Linked DNA regions of Gasterosteus aculeatus: region 1 is linked to region 2. Evidence: chromatin contacts called from public Hi-C data. All regions are on one chromosome and are shown on one strand. The core of a region is the stretch at or near the end of the contact, and the rest is flanking DNA. Distances in the headings are between cores, read along the strand shown.

What was found. Hi-C and Micro-C count contacts between places; a contact is called where the count stands out from the background.
Region 1: a contact with region 2 is called in a Hi-C map of whole body, with 3 times the contacts expected there. The contact joins the enhancer-like site here to the promoter of pcdh19 in region 2. A contact is called at or near these places in 2 of 6 Hi-C or Micro-C datasets (skeletal muscle and whole body).

The regions. Positions count from the first base shown.
Region 1 is chr4:7,336,415-7,341,361 of fGasAcu3.hap1.1, forward strand. All of the region lies in intron 6 of diaph2 (diaphanous-related formin 2), which reads right to left. Among protein-coding and RNA genes, the nearest start is that of diaph2, 32 kb to the right of the region's middle. Within about 2 kb of position 3,562, at least 1 of the 9 cell types and tissues checked has open chromatin away from gene starts, as enhancers often do.
Region 2 is chr4:6,891,895-6,896,756 of fGasAcu3.hap1.1, forward strand. It overlaps pcdh19 (protocadherin 19), which reads left to right and starts at 2,771. Exons shown (of 5, transcript XM_040173616.2): 1 at 2,771-4,862. The coding sequence starts at 4,316.

The DNA of each region.
Region 1 (4,947 bases), core at 2,312-4,811, 450 kb after region 2:
GGTAGAAAGAAAAAAGCAAACGAAAAAGGTTCCCATTCAATCACTGGCTGAGCACGGATCTAATTAGTCCTGTGTTTAGAAAATGAAATAATGGAGAGCAGCGCAGAAAAGAAACTTTGTAATAGGGTTTGTAAAAGTGTCTCTACAAGTCTTTGGTAATCATGAAGAAATATAATTATTATGAACAAAGAACATTGCGGCGTCCAACGTGATTTTAAGCGACACTCCATTGTTGCTCCACGAAGCATTAATTACACATAGTGAGTAAAAAAGGGGAAGAATTAAATACCTTTCAAACCTTGTCTGCCCCCCCACACACACAGCACACTGCCCCTCTTTTGTGCAAGCCTTGAAACTTTGTACGAATTTCTTTGATTTTTCTTTTTCATTTTAGTATTGTATATTAATAAACCTAAAGAGAATTAAAAGTCAACTTGAAAATTAGATTCTGAGATGTCTCGTGTCATATTCTACAAAACAATTGGACTATTTTTGTCTCATTTGACATTTACTGACTGTGATGAAAATTGATTTTCTTTGATAAAAACGTAGTGTGAAACAAATCCCTTCTTTGAAACCAAAAATGTAACGTAACAATAAATGAAGTCCTTATCTAACCCTGCCACAGAAAATTATGGGGCCACTTATGCTGCTATTCCTCTAGATTCCTTTTCCAACATTCTAGATTATTAAATTACACAAAATGCTGTTCAACTAAAATCATTCCTCAAAAAATTCCTTAAGTGCTGAGATTCCTTAAATTCTGTCTCTTGTGAACAGCCATGCTGTGTGTGAAGGAGGTGCTGCATGGCACCACCGGAAAGCTACATTAGCATGGCTGGGTAGAGAAACTGGAAGAAACACCGTCAGGTCGGAGCGCAGTCGGCGCGGCAACAGCGCTATTCCTCAGAGAGCGCGACGACGAGCGGGAAAGGCTTCCAACTAACAGTAATTGGTTTTAAAATAATAGAATTCATTACAGTTACGGCGCTTGTTCAGGAATGCAAACACGGGGAGAAAAAAAAAAAAAACATCCACCAGAGACTTGGGCTGAACTGCTTCACTAAAAACCATGGGGAGATGAAAGGCATAATTCAAATGACAATTTTAGAACCCTCAGTTCATTTATATCAGAAGCTCAGAACGCCGGCATAATAACATCAAGATTTTTTTCTTCTCTTTTGTTCTTACTTGCAGGGCTTGGAAGGAACTTTTTTTTTTCCCCCTCTCAATTTCATTCTTTTGTGGTAGAAAATTTCTCCTCCTCGCTCGCAGACACGCGAGGTGACACACAAACAATCTAGCAAACAACACCCGTCGGCAGCGCAGACAGCCAGCTGAAAGCTAACATGGGAAATCGTGACAGGAGTAAGAGGAAAAAACACCTCACACATGACTCTGGATTTGCTGCTTGTCTTATAAAATGACTGAGTAATTATACACATCACAGGTCTGCATTGTGAGGCCCTGTGTGTATGTGTGTGTTTTGTTTTTTTTCCGGCAATGACAAACCATTTTTTGATTCAAGACCGGAATCTCAACTGTGAGGAAAATATTGAGTCAATCAGCATTAAAAAGATCATCTCGCAAGACCACTCAGGAGATAAAGGGAGAGGTCAGCAGCCATTTGAACGTGATTGGATGTCACCTCTCTCACGCTGAGTCTAACACTTTACGCCTGACATCAAATCAACCTCTGGCCAATATCTACAAATTGTCTCCATTCTAAAGAAGTGGCTGATACAATCTGACCACTATTTGATGGAGCCGAAAAGCCTTTACAACATATGTGAAAATATGAGCAGGGGTTGTTACATTTTCTTCTCTTTATTGTACCGTATTCTTTTGGCATAATAACTAAAGAAAAAAACAAGACCACCATATGGCTGTGCATTAAAAATTGATGTTACTGAGGGCACCTGAGCCAAAACACAAGGTGGAGGAAGTGGAAATAGTACGCAGAGCATATGCGGGGGGGGGCAAAGACGTGCCGCTCTCGGTCACGGTGTCTATGCTAAAAAAAACAAAAAAAACAAGGGGGTCATAAATCAAAGCAACACTCGACCGAGAGCGTGTTTCAGCAGATGTGGCCAAGAATCTGTGTCATGTCAAGAGCTCAGCGTGTCGATAAGCAGAAGAAGCTCCCGTGGAGAGGTGGGGTCAGAAAAGAGATTTGAAATTCATATTTCTAAAGGGAAAACCACCGCGGACGAATGCGATGCACAAAAAGAAAACGAGTGAGACAGAGATGTGGTGTCAGTCAGCTGGCATAATATTTAAGAGGGAACCAGAAGGGAAAGGCAGTGATATCAATGGCGTGGTTCTGAAAGCATCACTGATGTGTTGTTGGTGTGGGACAGCATCTGTTTATTAGTGTGCGTGTGTGTGTGTGTGTGTGTGTGTGTGTGTGTGAAGGGGAACCGGTCTAGTAAATAATTCAGGTATGACTGCATAAAAGAGCGGTCAATACAGCAGGCCCTGTCGATATCAAGCAAAGGAAGATCTGCTTCCTCGGGGGCCGCGATCCATCGTGTGAAAAATTAAAAAGGAAAGAAGCCGGAGTGGACCGGCGGAGGTCGGCTGTCTTCCGCCACGTCAGAGGCGGTCTCGCTTCTGAGTTTTTTCTAAAGGAAAAGATAATATTGACGAATCTGTCCTCTGTCTTTTTCCACACTCTGTCTAAAGTGGGCGGTTGAAAGTATCGATCACAGAACACGGACCAATTTGAATGCCGCTGAGCTGTTTCATACTTATTCTCCGGCATTAAAGATCAGACGTCTAACAAACGGCATTAGTGGCACACACAACGTCGTGTTGCGTGGGCTCACAGAAACCCATCAGGTCAATTCCGTAGCAACAGTGTGGCTTTTCTACCCCACCCCCCTCCGCCCCGCCAGCACTGCAACGACGGGCTAATTCAACGGGCAGCCACTGCCACCAAGTGCTCGCCGTCAGTACTACAACACTGGCTGCAGAGCTGCCGCAGCTGTTCCCCGCATCTGTCGGAGTGGAGGCGGAAGATGACCGCGCATAAGCAGCTCCTGTGTCTGCGCGTCGAGAACGAGGCGGCCTCATCGAGCCCAACGCACCCGAGGTCCGAAGGCATCAGCGCCGCTGTGAAACATCCCAGGAGACCTACCCAATACCGTCCGTCGTCCCTCACAAAGCTGCAAATGAAAAAGCGATGAAAAGTGCGTGTTGCAAAAAGAAAGATTAACGCAAGTCCTTGTGCCCCCCCCTCCGAGTCTATGCAGTCGAGCACTCGTGCATTCGGTCATTCTTTCCGTCTTTCTCTCAAGAAGAAGGCCAATCAACCTTCTGCGTGCTGGTAAACTGCAAAAAAAAAAAAAAAAAATGAAGAGCTAATGCTTGAAGGCTGACATTTGAAAACTGTGGCCCATCTCTCCTGAGCACCCTTAGAAAAAGGAACTGCAAGCCAGACAATAACACAGCAAGTGATCTGGCCTTGATCGTGTCACCAATCATTACAACACAGGGCTGTCTGGGGAACGTGGGAAACCTGGCTGTTGATGAGGAGATTATGTGGCTTTACTCTTGTGCATCCAAGTATGACAGTGATATGAAAACACTGGTGCCGAGAGGCAGACACTATACCTTGTTAGTCAGTGTTGTGCTGAGTGGACTAGTTGTCTGAGCAGTAAAGACGCTCCCACGGGGTCTGGTGGGCTTACTGCAAGAGTAGGGCGGGGGGGGCCGTTATAAACAGCCAATCAATGGGACGGTGTCCTAACCCGACAGCTACAACAACTTTGGTTTCCACTTACTTTGACCATGTGTCCCGGTCAAACACCAACAGCTGCCCCTCTTTGTCCTTCTCCGTCCTCGAGTCCCGCGTGCATGTCGGTATGCGCGTGCTGCACAACAATTGGAATGCAAGTGCACGGTTTTGCCGGTGCAGAGTCTGACTCCGGAACGATTAGAAATGGACAATATGACAGAGCCTGGCAAGGTTACGAACACAAGTGCATCGTCACATCAGCCAATGCAAGCACTCCCCGCGATAACATCGAGAAAAAAGCAGACAACTCCATCAACCACGGCAAATAACTTACTAAATATACACAGATGTAGAGACGATATCAAAAAAGCTAAAAGGAGCAAATAAAGACATTGGGGAGTGACGGGAGGAGGGGTGGGGGGGGGGGACGGCCATAAAACATGGGGGTACACAGAATTTCACAGCTGTGTGAACAGTTAAAGCAGATGCGATGGGATGTGATGGCGGCTGCATACAGAGAGGCGGGTAGTAAAAATATGCTATAAAGTTTACGGAGCCTAATGCCGTCCTGCAGGAGCCTCCTGCCGAGCTGAGCATGCCGACTGGTGCCGTTGGGTGTGTGGCAGAGCTGTGGGGGAGAGACGTACAACCGAGAGCGTAGCCAGTGTTCACAAGCTCCGTCACTGCTGTGGGGCTGTGCATACAGTACGTACCGTTGTACCAGAATATGCAATCAACAGAAAGAACGAAGAATCTTTTCTTCCCCTCCCTCCTCGCTTAAAGCACTCCATCACAGTCTTTCCTGTGCAATATCTAAATCCATGCCGTTTTATCATAGGCTATTGGAACTGCATTGGGGTGGGGGGGTACTACTTACCACAAGCACGGACATACAAGCATGTGCACGCACCAACACAAATACAGAGAGACTATAAAGCCCCGCCACAGCCACTGTTCAATCCAATATCAGCATACTGTGACCACTTCAGCCTTTCATGTTCCCTTCAAAATAACGAGATCCAGCTCCCCCCTTCTGATTGAAGAGGAATGATTGTTTCTGCCTTTGAAAAGACATATGCTGTATAGAGAGAAGATGAGTGAGGGGAGAAGGAGGGAAGGATAGAAAGAAAGGTAGCGAAGACCGAAAGAATGAAAAGATGAAAAGCAAATGAAAAAGACTACGGATGGTGATGGAAAAGTAACTTTTT
Region 2 (4,862 bases), core at 1,521-4,020:
CAAAACCAATGCAAGAGTGTGAAAATCCCATGGATTTAAATAGCCTCACTTTATGCATCCTGTGTTTAGGTTGGGGAAGAAAGACAGTACAGTGCTTCATTTATATTTGGATATGCATTAAAATATTGGTATATTCACAATATGTGAAGCACTTGGTTCTAAGATTATTAACATGTTGATAGACAATAAGCATCACACACCACCCCAAGTTTGGACTTTCAATTATTCATCCATTTGATGAGTTGATATGTAACAAACAGTTTGATAGAAAATGTATTTAGGTATTCTTTGGGAACAGCTATATTGGTTAATGAACTGTAGGAAGGTGACAAACAGGAGTCCGCTCCGGAACCTCAATAGCATGAAAAGTGAACACATTACCTTCCCATCATCACTTTCCCTGATTTCTTCCAGCGACCAACAAAAATTGTTGGAAGAGGAATTTGAACATCAATAAAAGAGCCAAAGGAACGTTGACAGCAGAAAGGGAGAGCTAGATTGTAACTCATGAATTAAATATGCCACCAGTCTTTTCAGAGAAAGAAATACGTTGTGGCTAAATTACGGCGCTATAAAGAAAAAGCTGCGTTATTCTTAAGTGTCGCTGTAGCAAAACAAAGAAGGCCGAGGGTTAAACCTCCAGAGATGTACCAATTCTCTGGCAAGATAATATCAATCACATGATTACATTACAGACACAAAGTACAATTACAAAAGCCTTATTTATTAGTTGCTCACAAGCGGTCTAGTCTTGACTTGGGTACTGTTACCCGTTAGTACCTGTTCGGCTTAGAATCGAGAGGCCACTGCAAGCCACTGTAACATCATTGCAGACTGATAGAAATACAAAACGTTCCATGCACTAAGTTGTACATACAGCCATCAGAAAGCCCTGAGGAAGAGGAAGTCCCCAGCCGGCGCCTACGGTTGTTTAACTCTGTGACATTAAGAATGTATGAGCTTAAAGAGTCTTCAGGCGCTCTCCTTATGCCACTGCAACACGTATTGAAAAGTGTTGTGGAAGAGCAAACAAGTTGCTTTGTTGACACTAGGCTTGTTTGTCGAGATGGGATTGCCTTATGCAAGAGCAGGAAACTATATTTACACTGAAAGGATATCCCGTCCGAGGCGTTTAGCGCTGCTTCTTTTAGGAGATTGCATGATGATGATACGAGATTACCTCCTTTTTTTTATTGTACACTATAACAGAATTATTCATGCAGGTGGTGAGTGATTGTGGACTTTCCTTTACTTGTGTGTAACTTGTAGTATATAGGAACACAGATGGTCATATAATGTGAATTTCATAAGCGGTTTCATGTTCCTCTCGTGCTCTGCAATAGGTCCAGTGAAGCTGCTAGTTTTCATCCTCGAGTCTTTAATTTACTGACACAGTTTAAGTGTGTGTCATAAATATAAACGTAAATTGTTAAGTTGTACATATTGCGCAACAATGACCTCATTCCCCTAATGATACACAGTTCAATCCCTCTTTATTGATTAACAATGATTGTATATGGCTCAGAGCTAATTCACCTTTTGGACAGCATATTAATTGTGGTCAAACGGCAGACTTTAAATTCCAATATAAAGAGGAAATTGATTTGCCAATGTGCTTCATTGTTATTCGTGTGGCTTGCGGTGGTTCTGCATTGGGGTGAAACAGTCTGGGGGGGGTGGGGGTTGTAAAAAAATAAAATAAAAAAGGAACAGGTTGGAATAACGGAGCTGCGGCTGCGGCCGCTAGGTGTCACCCTTGTGACTTTGAAATCGGCCTTTCCTCGGAAGTGTGTGACGGCGGCTCCTCCGCGAGCAGCCCGTCTCCGCATGGGAGGAGCGCGTGCGTTGCGTGCGTGCTTTGCGTGTGCAAAAGGGGGGCCGGCTGTGAACGAGTGTGGCTTGCATCTCAAGGATGTGTGGCGCAACAAGAGGAATTTTATATCCCCCCTCCTTTTCCCCCCCGCTTCCCTTTGGTAGAGTTGTTTTTAGTGGTCAGCTGTCACGTGTCAGCGGGGCGTCTCTTTAAGCGTCAATATGACGGAGTTACGTGGAGATAATTGGGGAGCCACGCGGAGTAGCTAATGATCGATTTGTTGTTTTGTTTTCTTATCATGATTAGCGGCGGGCCAGAGAGGCCAACGTCCAGACGCCTCATTATTAACCTTTCTACGTGGGGACTCTGACAAACACGCACGATCCAACCAACTAATTAACAGCGAATTCTTTTTCATAGGAGGCAATATCATCTCTGTTATTGAACCTTCTTCCTACTCGGCTTGTCCGCTGTTCATCTATACGTATGTGAATGTGAAATCCAGGTGTGAAACAGACTATTAAAGGATAACATATTTAACTCTGTGCGTCCCGGCGGGGTTTGTTTGATAAGGACGCTTCAGGCTAATAAGTCTTATGACAAAAGTGTGTGCAATGATCTCACTGATGGATAGACATCCTCATGCTACTACATGGAATCCATAATCTATAATGAATGTATCTTAGTGAGGTGGAGCATGGTGTGGCCTGTACGTTCAGACGCATAGTGCAACATAATGCGCACAGTTGCAACTGTAAATATTCAATAGAAAAAAAGCAGGGAATGACAGTTGTTTCTTCAGCAATAACATCTGCTTTGGTACAGAGATTCAAACTGAGGGTAAAAAACTCCGATCCATCGAAATAACCTCCGGGGTCCCCCATTGAGACTCGGTACAAATAAGTGCCCATTGGTAAGAGAACACAAGGACACATCCGTGAAAAGTTATCCTTAGCATCTCCCCTGCGCCTCCACTGGGAGAAATTAGCGCGTGGCTCTTTTCTTCTTCCACTTCTTCCCGGAGCACCGATGACACCGCCTCAAAGACCTCCCCACTACCCCTCCCCCATACCCGCCCTGGACTTTTCTTTCGGAACCGCCGCTCTCTCGATCATCTAACACACTTCGCGTCGTGTCTCAACTTGTACGCCGCGATTTGCCCATCGCATCGCCCCTCTGCAGGAGGAGAACAGGTAGTTGGCCGTGTTTTCCGCTGGCGCGCTTCGCCCCGCCCACCAGCAGCTCGCAGCCCTCCCGTGTAACCCCTGATTGGCTGAGGGGATTGCAGGTCCTGAGACTGAGCGCTCGGCTCGGAGCTGCGCGGCCGCCAGTGTGCACCAGCGAAGCGAGCGGAGCGCTTGTTCCGAGTCAACCAAACACAGCCTACTGGCAAAGAGTGGTGTTTTTTTTTATTTATTTATTTTGTATTTGTTTGTTTGCGGGGTTTTTTCTTTCTGCCTCCAACCAGGCTGGATACGGGGCTACTGTGCGTCCTGCTTTGTTGCTGACCAACATGAAATGCGTGTTGCATATACAGTAGGCTCTTTTCATCGTTGATGCACAACTGGCTTTTTGGCTCAAACGTTTTTCTTTTTCTTTTTTTTTTGTGTATGTGGCATGGACTAATTATCGGGATACGTGCAACCTTTTCAAAGGAAATTAAGTAAAAGCTGGAAGACTTGCGGCGGGGATGAAAGACAAAATCTTCTGGAAATAAAAAAAAAGGTAATCGGGACTTCAGTGATGTGATGAATCGCACCCGTTCTTTAGAAACAGATATCCGGACTGGAGTTGTTGAATCGTTTTGTGACTGCTGATCCTTTGAGCTCGCTTTTTTTTTCACGTCCGATGTGTAGTTGGAGAGCAGAAATCCGAAAAGGACATTTTATCACTGCTTGAATTAGCTCACGCATTCAAAGCAATATGTTTATCCAAAATGCGACTTAAGTATTTCCTGGCATCAGGGCGGATCATTTAACACGGACTTTTGACCCCGACTCGTTCATCCTCACGGAAGATTGAACATTTTTGTGGACTTGCTCACAAGAATTTCCCATATATGCACTCCAATTATTTCCCCTTCTTTCAGCCCACTTGAAAATGGACAGTTTGTCATATGAGTCATGTGTAGGACCGGTTTGCCGCTTGAGGAGAGCTGCGCGGATTTACACGGTTAGATCACTGTTGTGAGAAGAGATTCAGCATGTTTTCACAGATCTGTCGTCCCCAATGTTTCGCCCGCTGCAGTAGACCGGAGGATGTGCTCTGCCCGAGAAGAGTCAAATAGGCTTTTTACAATTATAGCTTTTAACGCCATGATATCGTTTGCCTAGGAGAGACCTTTTCCTCCCCTTTTACACTTTTCTGGACATTTGAATGAGATGATTCATTTGGAACGATTTTCCGATTTTCTCTGACGTGCAATTCTAGTGCGTAATTGGCGAGGTCTTCGTCAGGCTGAGGGGGAGAAAAAAACAACAACAAAAAAACTCAACAGGTACAATGCAAACCAAGGAGATGGAATTAATTCAATTCGTTGCTGTGTTCGTCTTAAATTGGGTGGCGGCTGAGGCTGTCATCAACCTAAAGTATGGAATAAACGAGGAGATGAAGCCCGGGTCAGTAATTGGAAACGTGACAAAGGACGCGCTAAAGCAAGGATTTCAGATTGCGCTGCAGCCCCCGTACTTGAGGGTTATTTCCAATTCAGAACCACGGTGGGTGGAACTCAGTCCCGCCGGAATCCTTACAACCCAAATGAAAATAGATCGGGATGTGGTTTGTCGACAGAACCCTAAGTGCATTATTTCCCTAGAAGTAATGTCAAACATGGAGATCTGTGTCATCAAGGTGGAAATTGAGGATTTGAACGATAACGCACCCAGGTTCCCAACGAGCCACATCGACATTGAAATCTCCGAGAATGCCTCCCCTGGTACCAGGTTTCCCCTAGAGGGGGCAAGCGATCCGGACTCTGGGACCTTTGGAGTGCAATCATATTCCATCACTCCGAATGAGCTTTTCGGACTAGACATAAAGACCAGAGGGG